Linked DNA regions of Mustela erminea: region 1 is linked to region 2. A link is a contact called in public Hi-C data. All regions are on one chromosome and are shown on one strand. Each heading gives the region's core, a stretch centred on a gene start, on an enhancer-like site or on the middle of the called end of the contact. The rest is flanking DNA. Distances are from core to core; before and after follow the strand shown. Region 1 has its middle 800 kb from the start of JMJD4. Region 2 has its middle 230 kb from the start of JMJD4.

Region 1 (5,313 bases), core at 1,642-4,141, 570 kb before region 2:
CCCCAGAGAGGGAGACTCGTCCATTGCCCATGAGGACACCCGACATTCCAAGGTGACACAATATCCAGAGACAAAAGCCTGAGCAAGTTTCTCACACTTGCCCTTTGTTGATATCCCGAAGAGTACTCCTCACGGTCTGTAGATCAGTCCTGCCATACCTACGACCCGAAACCTAAGCCGAGTTTGTGTTTTCAGACAAATGTCCCCACAGCCCCACCCCACACATCCTACAGGCTCAGGCCCCTGGAGCCAAACCTGAGGACTGTACCTGCCCTCTCCAAGGGAATTCTGCCCATTCCATTGGCCACAACCCTACAAATAGGATAAACCTCCAAAGTCCCCGAGGCCATCCAAATAGTGTAGGTCGCCCGGGACAAACAGGGGCAATCTGAGCCCATCTGAGCACCTACCTACCTGCACTCAGACCCATAGACAGATATCCCCAGAGAAGAAAATTGGAACGAACAGGCCCCTAGGCCCTATCAGATCCATTGCTTTGGTTTCGAGGTGTCTCTCCTCAGAGGCCTGGATTCCAATACCAGCATATGGCTGTTTCTTGAGGCACCATCAGAACAAATCTCGTCTCCACCTGGGAAACGTTCCCACTGGAGCTGTGTCAAAGCCTCTGGTTAGGAGAACCCTTCAGGGCCCTGGTGCCACTGCCTCATTCCAAGGTCTCCATGGACATAAACCGACATTAGGACCCATCCGCAGGAGAGCCCATTTCAACTCAGCCCCCTCGATTGCTCCCCCAGACCCAGCAGATCGAACTTGTCTTGTCTCTAGGAGACAATTATAATGAGAGGCAAGCTGCCCAGCCATCCATCCTTAGAAACCTGCTCAGAATCATTCTGTCTGGGACCTCCTGGAGCCCACCAACTGGTCTTAATGGTCCCGCAGAAGAATCTTTATGGTTTGGGGCATCTCACAACTACAATCGTTGGAAAACCTCCATGGCCTCACGTTCCCCCCCTTCATGAAGGGGCCATCAGGGACAGAAACTCCAAACTGAGTGATCTTCTGATCCTCACCCTGACATCAAATGCATGAGACTTCCCGACCCACACTTACCCAGCTGGCCGCACACTGAGCACATCGGACCCCCCATGGCCCTAGGTTGTCATCTCTTCCCAAACTCGGTTTTCAGGCTTCAGAACCTAGACCTTATCTCCAATCACTGCCCAGGGTTGAACATGATGCAGAAATCATAATTCCTTCCCCATGGCAAGAAACCTTGTGGTTGGCATGTTGTCCAACGTTCAGTGTAGTTGAAACCAGTGTGGCCCATGAGGCCACATGCCGCCCATGCTTGAGGGCCGTGTTGGTCACAAACACGCATTGTGCCCTTCAGCATGAGCACTGCCTCAAGTAAGGCCTCTCAATGGATGGACCAAGAGACGGCATATTGGGCTTGCTATGCCGCTAGGCACCAATTTTTAACCAGAGTTCGGGTTGTCCAGTTGCCCCTCCCCAGGCTCGGCTCTGGAATCCCTCTTTTGTTGGGACACCTGAGGTAACAAAACAGCAAGCACTCCTCCAATCCCACATATTGACCCAAAACTCTTGGTATCAGGCCAAATCCACAGAGAGGAAGATTCGTCCATGGCCCATGAGGCCTCCGCGACATTCCACTGCCATCATTACACAAAATCCAGAGAAGAAGCCTGAGCAAGTGCCTCACACTCGCCCTTTCTTCATATCCCAAAGAGTTCTCCTCACGATCTGTAGATCGGACCTGCCATACCTACGTCCCCAAACCTAAGTTGAGATTGTGTTTTCAGACATCTGTACCCACATTCCAGGCCCACATACCCTCCAGGTTGGGGCCACTGGAGCCACACATCAGGACTGTGCCTGCCCACTCCATGGAATTCTGCCCATTCCATTGTCCACAATCATACAAATTTGGAGAAACCTCCAAAGTCCCCAAAGACATCCCAATAGTGTAGGCCTCCCGGACAAACAGGGGCGGTCTAACAAAAGCCGAGCAACTACCTCCTTTCATACCATAGACAGATGTCGCCAGAGAAGATTGAACCTGACAGGCCCCATGCCCTAATCAGATCCATTGCTTTGGTTTCCAGGTATTTCTCCTCAGAAGCCTGCTTTCTAATACCAGCATACGGGGGTTTCCTGAGGCACTAATCAGAACAAATCTCATCTGCACATAGGAAAATTGCTCTTTGTAGCTGTCTCATAACCTCCGGTTAGGAGAATCCTTCAGGGCCCCGGTGCCAGCACCCCATTCCAAGGTCTTCATGGACACAAACTGACATTAGGACCCATCTGCAGGAGAGTAGATTTCAACTCAGCCCCCTCAGTTGCTCCCCCAGAGCCAGAAGATCAAACCAGTCTTATCGCTAGGAGACAATTGGATTGCTAGGCCGGCTGTCCAGGCATCCATCCTTGGGATCCTGCTCTGGCCTTCTTCCATATGGGACGTCTTGGAGCCATCCAACAGGTCTCAAATGTCCTGAAGAAGGAATCCCTGCATTTTGGAGCATCTCAGAACTCCCGACGTGGGAAAATCTTGATGGCTTTGTGATGCCCAACCCCACTTCATGAAGGGGCCATCATGGACAGAAACTCCAACCTGAGCCTACGTCTGATCCTCGCCCTGACTCTAGATGCACGAGATCTCAATTCAGCTATGCAGAGTGTGCCTGCCTTGCCCTCGCCCTGAAACCTAAGCATAGCTTCTGTTCTCAGATTTCCATCCTCACACTCCTGGCCCCCAATCCCTCAAGTTTGGCAATTCCGGACCCACAGTGCAGAACTCTGCCTACCCTCCAGAAGAAAAATGTTGCCCTAATGAGCTTCTCTGACACCTTAAATGAGGATAAACCTACACGGCACTCGACTGTACCCAAATTATATAGTCGAACCTGGGCACTAATGCCCTGTTTGACACAGCCTGAGCCCGGACCTCCTGACCAACACCCAGACAGCTGACCACACACTGAACACATCGGATCTGCCATGGCCTTAGGTCATCATCTCTTCCCAACCTCGGTTTTCAGGCTTTAGAACCTAGAACTTATCTCCAATCATTGCCCAGGGGTGAACGTATTCCAGAAATCAGAACTCCTACTTCCCAATGTCAAGAAACTTTGTGGCTGGCATGTTGTCCAACATTCAGTGTAGGAGATACCAGTGTGGCCCTTGAATCCCCGCCCATGCTTGAGGGCTGCTTTGGGCAAAAACATGCATTGTGACCCTCAGTGTGAGCTCTGTCCTCAAGTAAGGCCTCTCAGTGGCTAGACCAAGAACCCCCATATGGGGCTTGCCAAGTCTTAGGCCCCCAATCTTACCCAGAGTTCAGGTGGTCCAGTCGCCTCTCCCCAGGGCTCTGCTCTGGAATCCCTCTTTTAGTGGCACACCTGAGGTAAAAGAACAGAATGGACTGCTCTCCTTTCACAGAATGACCCCAAAATCTTGGCATTGGGCCAAATCCCCAGAAAGGGAGAATCGTCCAAGGCCCAGGAGGCCACGCTGACATTCCACGACCATCGGTGACACAAAATCCAGAGACAAAATCCTGAGCAAGTGCCTCACGCTCACCCTTTGTTCGTATCATGAAGAGTTCTCAAGGTCTGCAGATCGGGCCTCCCATACCTACATCCTGAAAACTAAGCTGAGTTTCTGTTTTCAGACTGTTGTCCCCACAGCTCTGGCCCACACACCCTCCACACTTGGGCCCCTGGAGCCACACCTCAGGACTGTGCCTTCCCTCCCCAAAGGAATTCTGCCCATTTCATTGGCCACAAACTTGCAAATTAGGAGAAACCTCCCAATTCACTGAGGCCATCCCAATAGTGTAGACCGCCCTGGACGAACAGGGGTTATCTGACACCAGCTGAGGAACTACCTCCCCTAAGACCCGTAGACAGATGTCCCCAGAAAAGAAGATTAAACCAGACAGGCCGCTAGCCCCTAGGCCCTAATAAGTTTCATTGCTTTGGTTTCCAGGCATCTCTCCTCAGAGTTCTGGTTTCCAATACCAGCATATGGGGAGTTACTGAAGCACCAATGAGAACAAATCTCATTTCCCTATGGGAAACTTTCTCATTGGAGCTGTGTCACAACCTACGGTTAGGAGAATCCTTCAGGGCCCCGGGGCCACTGCCCCATTCCAAGGTCTCAATGGACACAAACTCACATTATGACCTATCCTCAGGAGAGTCCATTTCAACTCAGGCCCATTGGTTGCTATGCCAAAGCCAGCAGATCAAACGTGTCCTGTTGCTAGGAGACAATTGGAATGAGGGGTGGGCTGCCCAGGCATCCATCCTTAAAATCCTTCTCTGGCGTTGTTCTGTATGGGACGTCCTGGAGCCATCCAACAGGTTTCAGTTGACCCACATAAAATCCTTGTGGTTTGGATCATCTTACTACTCCCATCATGGGAAAACCCCCATGACCTCATAATGACCCCCTTTCATGAAGGGGCTATCATGGACAGAAACTCCAACCTGAACCAACATCTGATCCTCACCCTTACTTCAGATGCAAGAAATCTCGATTCAGCTCTGCAGTGTGTGCCTGCTGTGCCCTCTCACCGAAACCTAAGCCTAGCTTGTGTTCTCAGACTTCCGTCCTTAGATTCAGCTCTGCAGTGTGTGCCTGCTGTGCCCTCTCACCGAAACCTAAGCCTAGCTTGTGTTCTCAGACTTCCGTCCTTATACTCCTGGCCCCAAAGCCCTCAAATTTGGAAATTCTGGAGCTACAATGCAGCACTCTGCCTGCCCTCCAGAAGAAAAACTTTGCCCTAGGGGGCTACCGAGAAACCCCAAATGATTATCTTCTGCATGCCCCTCGACTGTAACACAATTATATACAGCCTATCTGGGCGCTAATGCCCTGACTGGCACAACCTGAGCACAGACCTACTGGACGACACCTAGAAAGCTGGCCCCAAACTGAACACATCAGACACGTCATGGCCTTAGGTCGTCATCTCTTCTTAACCTCAGTTTTCAGGTTTCAGAACCTAGACCTTATCTCCAATCACTGCCAAGAGGTGAACGTGATGCAGAAATAAGAACTCCTCCTTCCCCATGTCAAGAAACCTTGTGGCTTGCATGTTGTGCAATGTTCAGTGTAGGAGAAACCTGCATGCTCAATGAAGCCCCACCCATGATTGAGGGCCGCCTTGGGCACAAACACGCATTGTGACCCTATGCGTGAGTCCCCTATTCAAGTAACACCTCTCAGTGGCTGGAACAAGAGCCCGCGTACCGGGCTTGCCATGTCCATATGCCCCCAGGCCTAACCAGAGGATGGGTATTCCAGTTGTCTGTACCCAGTGTTCTG
Region 2 (5,718 bases), core at 2,904-5,403:
TCGGGCCTGCCATACCTATGTCCCCAAACCTAAGCTGAGTTTGTGTTTTCAGAATTCTGTCCCCACAGTCCAGGCCCACACAACCTCCAGGCTGGGGCCCCAGAAGCCACACATCAGGACTGTACCTGCCCACTCCAAGAGAATGTTGCCCATTACAATGTCCACAATCCTACAAATTAGGAGAAACCTGCAAAGTACCCGAGGCCATCCCAATAGTGTAGGCCCGCCAGAAAAACAGGGGCGGTCTGACACCAGCTGAGCAACTACCTCCACTCATACCATAGACAGATGTCGCCAGAAAAGAAAATTGAAGCAGACAGGACCCTAGGCCCTATTCGGATCCATTGCTTTGGTTTCCAGGTATCTCTCCTCAGAGACCTGGTTTCCGATACCATATGGGGATTTCCTGAGGCAACAATTAGAACAAATCTCGTCTACAGATGGGAATGAACTCTTTGGAGCTGTCTCAAAACCTCCAGTTAGGTGAATCCTTCAGGGCCCCAAGGCCACGGCCCAATTCCAAGGTCTCCACGGACACAAACCCACATTAGGACCCATCTGCAGAAAATTCCATTTCAACTCAGCCCCCTTGGTTACTCTCCCCAAGCCAGCAGATTGAACCAGTCTTGTCATTAAGAGACAATTGGAATGTGAGGTGGGCTGTCCAGGCATCCATCCTTAGAACCTGCTCTGGCGTTGTTCCATATGGGACGTCCTGGAGCCATTCAACAGGTCTCAAATGTCCTGCAGAAGGAATCTCACAACTTCCAAAGTAGAAAAAACTCGATGGCTCTGTGATGCCCCACCCCCCCGTTTATGAAGAGGCCATCATGGACAGGAACTCCAAACTGAGCCAACGGCTGATCCTCGCCTAGACTTCAGATGCAGGAGACCTCGATTCTGTTCTGCAGAGTGTGCCTGCCTTGCCCTCGCCCTGAAACCTAAGTCCAGCTTGTGTTCTCAGACTTCTGTACTCACTCTCCTGCACTCCAAGCCCTCAAGTTTGGCAACTCCGGACCCACAATGCAGCACTCTGCCTGCCATCCAGAAGAAAAATGTTGCCCTATGGAGCTTCTCAGACACCCTGAATGAGGGTAGACCCACATGGCACTCGACGGTACCCAAATTATATAGTCTCACCTGGGCACTAATGCACTGTCTGACACAGCCTGAGCCCAGACCACCTGACCAAAACACAGAAATCTGACTGCACACTGAGCACATCGGACCCACCATGGCCCTAGCTCGTCGTCTCTTCCCAACCTCGGTTTTCAGGCTTCAGACCTTAGACCTTAACTCCAAACCCTGCCATGGGTGAACTTGATGCAGAAATCAGAACTCCTCCTTCCCCATGGCAAGAAACCTTGTGGTTGCCACGTTGTCCAAATTCAGTGTAGGAGAAACCAGTGTTCACCATGAGGCCCCGCCCATGCTTGAGTGCTGCTTGGGCATAAACACACATTGTTACCCTCAGCGTGAGCCCTGTCTTCTAGTAAGTCCTCTCAGTGGCGGGACCATTAGATGTCATAATGGGCTTGACAAGCCCCTAGGTCCCAATTTTTAACCAGATTTCTGGTTGTCCAGTCGCTCCTCCCCAGGGCTCTGCTATGGAATCCGTCTTTTGGTGAGACACCTGAGGTAACAAAACAGAAAGGACTCCTCCCATCTAACAAATTGACCGAAAACTCTTGGGATCGGGCCAAATCCACAGAGAAGACTCGCCAATGGCTCATGAGGCCTCCCCGACATTACACGATGATCAGTGACACAAATTCCAGAGAAAAAAGCCTGAGCAAGTGCCTCACAGTCACCCTTTCTTCATATCCCAAAGAGTTCTCCCCACGGTCTGTAGAGCAGCCTTGCCATACCTCCGTCCCAAAACCTAAGCTGAGTTTGTGTTTTCAGAATTCTCTCCCCACAATCCGGGCCCACACAACCTCCAGGCTTGGGACCCTGGAGCCACGCATCAAGACTGTTCCTGCCCACTCCACGGGAATTCTGCCCTTTCCATTGTCCACAATCCTACAAATTAGGAGAAACCTCCAAAGTCCCCGAGGCCATCCCAATAGTTTAGACGGCCCGGACAAACAGGGGCGGTCTGACACCAGCTGAGCAACTACCTCAACTCACACCCTAGACAGATGTCGCCAGAGAAGGAGATTGAACCAGACAGGCCCCTAGGCCTTAATCGGATCCATTGCTTTGGTTTCTAGGTATCTCTCCTCAGAGACGTGGTTTCCAATACCAGCATATGGGGTATTCCTGAGGCACCAATCAGAACAAATCTCATCTCCAAATGGGAAACTTGCTCTTTGGAGCTGTCTCAAAACCTCCGGTTAGGAGAATCCTTCAGGGCCCCAGTGCCACCACCTCATTCCAAGATCTCCATGGACACAAACCCACATTAGGACCCAACAGCAGGAGTTTCCATTTCAACTCAGGCCCCTCGGTTGCTCCTCCAAGCTAATAGATTGAACCTGTCTTGTCGTTAGGAGACAATTGGAATGTGAAGCAGGCTGTTCAGGCATCCATCCTTAGAACCCTGCTCTGGCGTCGTTCCATATGGGACGTCCTGGAGCCGTCCAACAGGTCTCAAATGTCCTGCAGAAGGAATCCCGGCGTTTTGGAGCATCTCACAACTCCCAACGTGGGAAAATCTTGATGGCTTTTTGATGTCCTTCCCCCCTTCATGAAGGGGCCATCATGGAGAGAAACTCCAACCTGAGCCTACTTCTGATCCTTGCCCTGAAACCTATGTCTAGTTTGTGTTCTCAGACTTCTGTCCTTATACTAGTTTCCCCCAAGCCCTCAAGTTTGGCAACTCCGGACTCACAATGCAGCACTCTGTCTGCCCTCCAGAAGAAAAATGGTGCCCTATGGAGCTTCCCAGACACCACAATTGATGATAAAACTAAATGACACTCAACTGTACCCAAATTATATAGTCTAACCTGGGTACTAATGCACTGTCTGATGCAACCTGAGCCCAGATGTCCTGAATACCACCCAGAGCTGACCGCACTCATCTCTTCCCAACCTCGGTTTTCAGGCTTCAGAACGTAAACATTAATTCCAAACCATGCCCAAAGGAGAACGTGATGAAGTAATCAGAACTCCTCCTTCCCCATGGCAAGAAACCTTGTGGTTGCCATGTTGTCCAACGTTCAGTGTAGGAAAACCTGCATTCACCATGAGGCCCCACCAAAGCTTGAATTCTGCGAGGGAATAAACACCCATGGTGACCCTCAGCCTGAGTCCTGTCTTCTAGTAAGTCCTCTCGGTGGATGGACCATTAGATGTCATAATGGGCTTGCCATGCCCCTAGCTCGCAATTTTTAACCATATTTCTGGTTGTCCAGTTGCCCCTCCCCAGGGCTCTGCTCTGGAATACCTCTTTTGGTGGGACAGCTGAGGTAATAAAACAGAAAGGACTCCTCCCATCCCACAGATAGAACCAAAGTTCTTGAGATAGGCCAAATCCATAGAGAGGAAGATTCACCCATGGCCCGTGAGGCCTCCCCAACATTCTGCGGCCATCGGTGACACAAAATCTGGAGACAAAAGTCTTAGCAAGCACCTCAAACTCGCCCTTTCTTCATATCTGGAAGAGTTCTCCCCACGTTCTGTAGATCGGGCCTGCCATAACTCCATCCCAAAACCTAAGCTGAGTTTGTGTTTTCAGACTTCTCTCCCCATAGTCCGGGCCCACACAACCTACAGAATGGGGCGCCTGGAATCACACTTCAGGATTGTGCCTGCCCACTCCACAGGAATTCTGCCCTTTCCATTGTCCACAATCCTACAAATTAGGAGAAACCTCCAAAGTCCCAGGGCCATCTCAATAACGTAGGCTGCCCGGACAAACAGGGGCGGTCTGACACCAAGTGAGCAACTACCTCCACTCATACCATAGAAAGATTTCACCAGAGAAGGAGATTGATACGGACAGGCCCCTAGGCCTTAATCGGATCTATTGCTTTGGTTTCCAGGTATCTCTCCTCAGAGGCCTGGTTTCCAATACCAGCATATGGGGGTTTCCTGAGGCACCAATCAGAACAAATCTCATCTCCAGTTGGGAAACGAGCTCTTTGTAGCTGTCTCAAAACCTCTGGTTAGGAAAACCCTTCAGGGCCCCAGTGCCACCGCCCCATTCCAAGGTCTCCATGGACACAAACCCACATTAGGACCCATCCGCAGGAGATTCCATTTCAACTCAGCCGCCTCGGTTGCTCCCCCAGAGCCAGCAGATGGAACCTGTCCTGTCGCTAGGAGACAATTGGAATGGGAGGCAGGCTGTCTAAGCATCCATCTTTAGAACCCTGCTCTGGCGTCATTATGTATGGGACATCCTGGTGCCATCCAACAGGTCTCCAATGTCCTGCATAAGAAATCATTGCATGTTGGAGCATCTCACAACTCCCAACGTGGGAAAACCTCGATAGCTTTGTGATGCCTCCCCCTCACTTTATGAAGGGACCATCATGGAGAGACACAAAAACCTGAGCCTACGTTTGTTCATTGCTCTGACTCGAGATGCACGAGATCTCGATTCAGCTCTGCGGGGTGTGCTTGCCGTGCCTTCGCCCTGAAACCTAAGTCTAGCTCGTGTTCTCAGACTTCTGTCCTCACACTCGTGTATCCCAAGCCCTCAAGTTTGGCAACTCCGGACCCACAGTGCAGCACTCTGCCTGCCAACCAGAAGAAACATGTTGCCCTAGGGAGCTTCCCAAACACCCCAAATGAGGATGGAACTACATGGCACTCGACTGTACCCAAATTATATAATCTAACCTGGGCACTAATGCACTGTCTGTCACAACCAGAGCCCGGACCTCCTGACCAATACTCAGACAGCTGACTGCACACTGAGCACATCAGACCCGCCATGGCCTTAGCACTTCATCTCTTCCCAACCTAGCTTTTCAGGCTTCAGAACTTAGACCTTAACTCCAAACCCAGCCAAGGGGTGAATGTGATGCAGAAATCAGAACTCCTCCTTTCCCATGGCAAAAAACCTTGTGGTTGGAATGTTGTCCAACGTTCAGTGTACGAGAAACGAACGCACATCATGATGCCCCGCCCATGCTTGAGTGCTGCGAGGACATAAACACACATGGTGACTCTCAGCATGAGTCCTGTCCTCTAGTAAGTCCTCTCAGTGGTTGGACCATTAGACATCATAATGGGCTTGCCATGCCCCTAGGTCCCAATTTTTAACCATATTTCTGTTTGTCCAGTTGCCCTTCCCCAGGACTCTGCTCTGGAATCCCTCTTTTGGAGGGACACCTGAGGTAACAAAACAGAAAGGACTCCTCCCATCTTACAGATTGTCCCAAAACTCTTGGGATCAGACCAAATCCACAGAGACGAATACTCGCCCATGGCCCATGAGGCCTCCCCGACATTCCACATCCATCGGTGACACAAAATCCAGAGACAAAAGCCTGAGCAAGCGCCTCACACTCGCCCTTTTTTCATAAACTGAAGAGTTCCCCATGTTCTATAGATCGGGCCTGCCATACCTACATCCCCAAACCTAAGCTGAGTTTGTGTTTTTAGACTTCTGTCCCCACAGTCCGTGACCACACAGCCTCCATGCTGGGGTCCCTAGAGCCACACATCAAGACTGTGCCTGCCCACTCCATGGGAATCCTGCTCATTACATAGTCTACAATCCTACAAATTAGGAGAAACCTCCAAAGTCCCCAAGACCATCCC

The links. A called contact is a pair of places that touch in the nucleus more often than the background predicts.
Region 1: a Hi-C map of fibroblasts shows a contact between it and region 2, with 3 times the contacts expected there. The contact joins two enhancer-like sites. A contact is called at or near these places in 2 of 3 Hi-C or Micro-C datasets (fibroblasts and spleen).

Annotation. Positions count from the first base shown.
Region 1 is chr3:4,926,334-4,931,646 of mMusErm1.Pri, reverse strand. No RefSeq gene overlaps it. Among named protein-coding and RNA genes, the nearest start is that of JMJD4, 800 kb to the right of the region's middle. Within about 2 kb of position 2,891, the one cell type or tissue checked has open chromatin away from gene starts, as enhancers often do. A contact at or near this core is called in fibroblasts, where this site is marked.
Region 2 is chr3:4,358,771-4,364,488 of mMusErm1.Pri, reverse strand. No RefSeq gene overlaps it. Among named protein-coding and RNA genes, the nearest start is that of JMJD4, 230 kb to the right of the region's middle. Within about 2 kb of position 4,153, the one cell type or tissue checked has open chromatin away from gene starts, as enhancers often do. A contact at or near this core is called in fibroblasts, where this site is marked.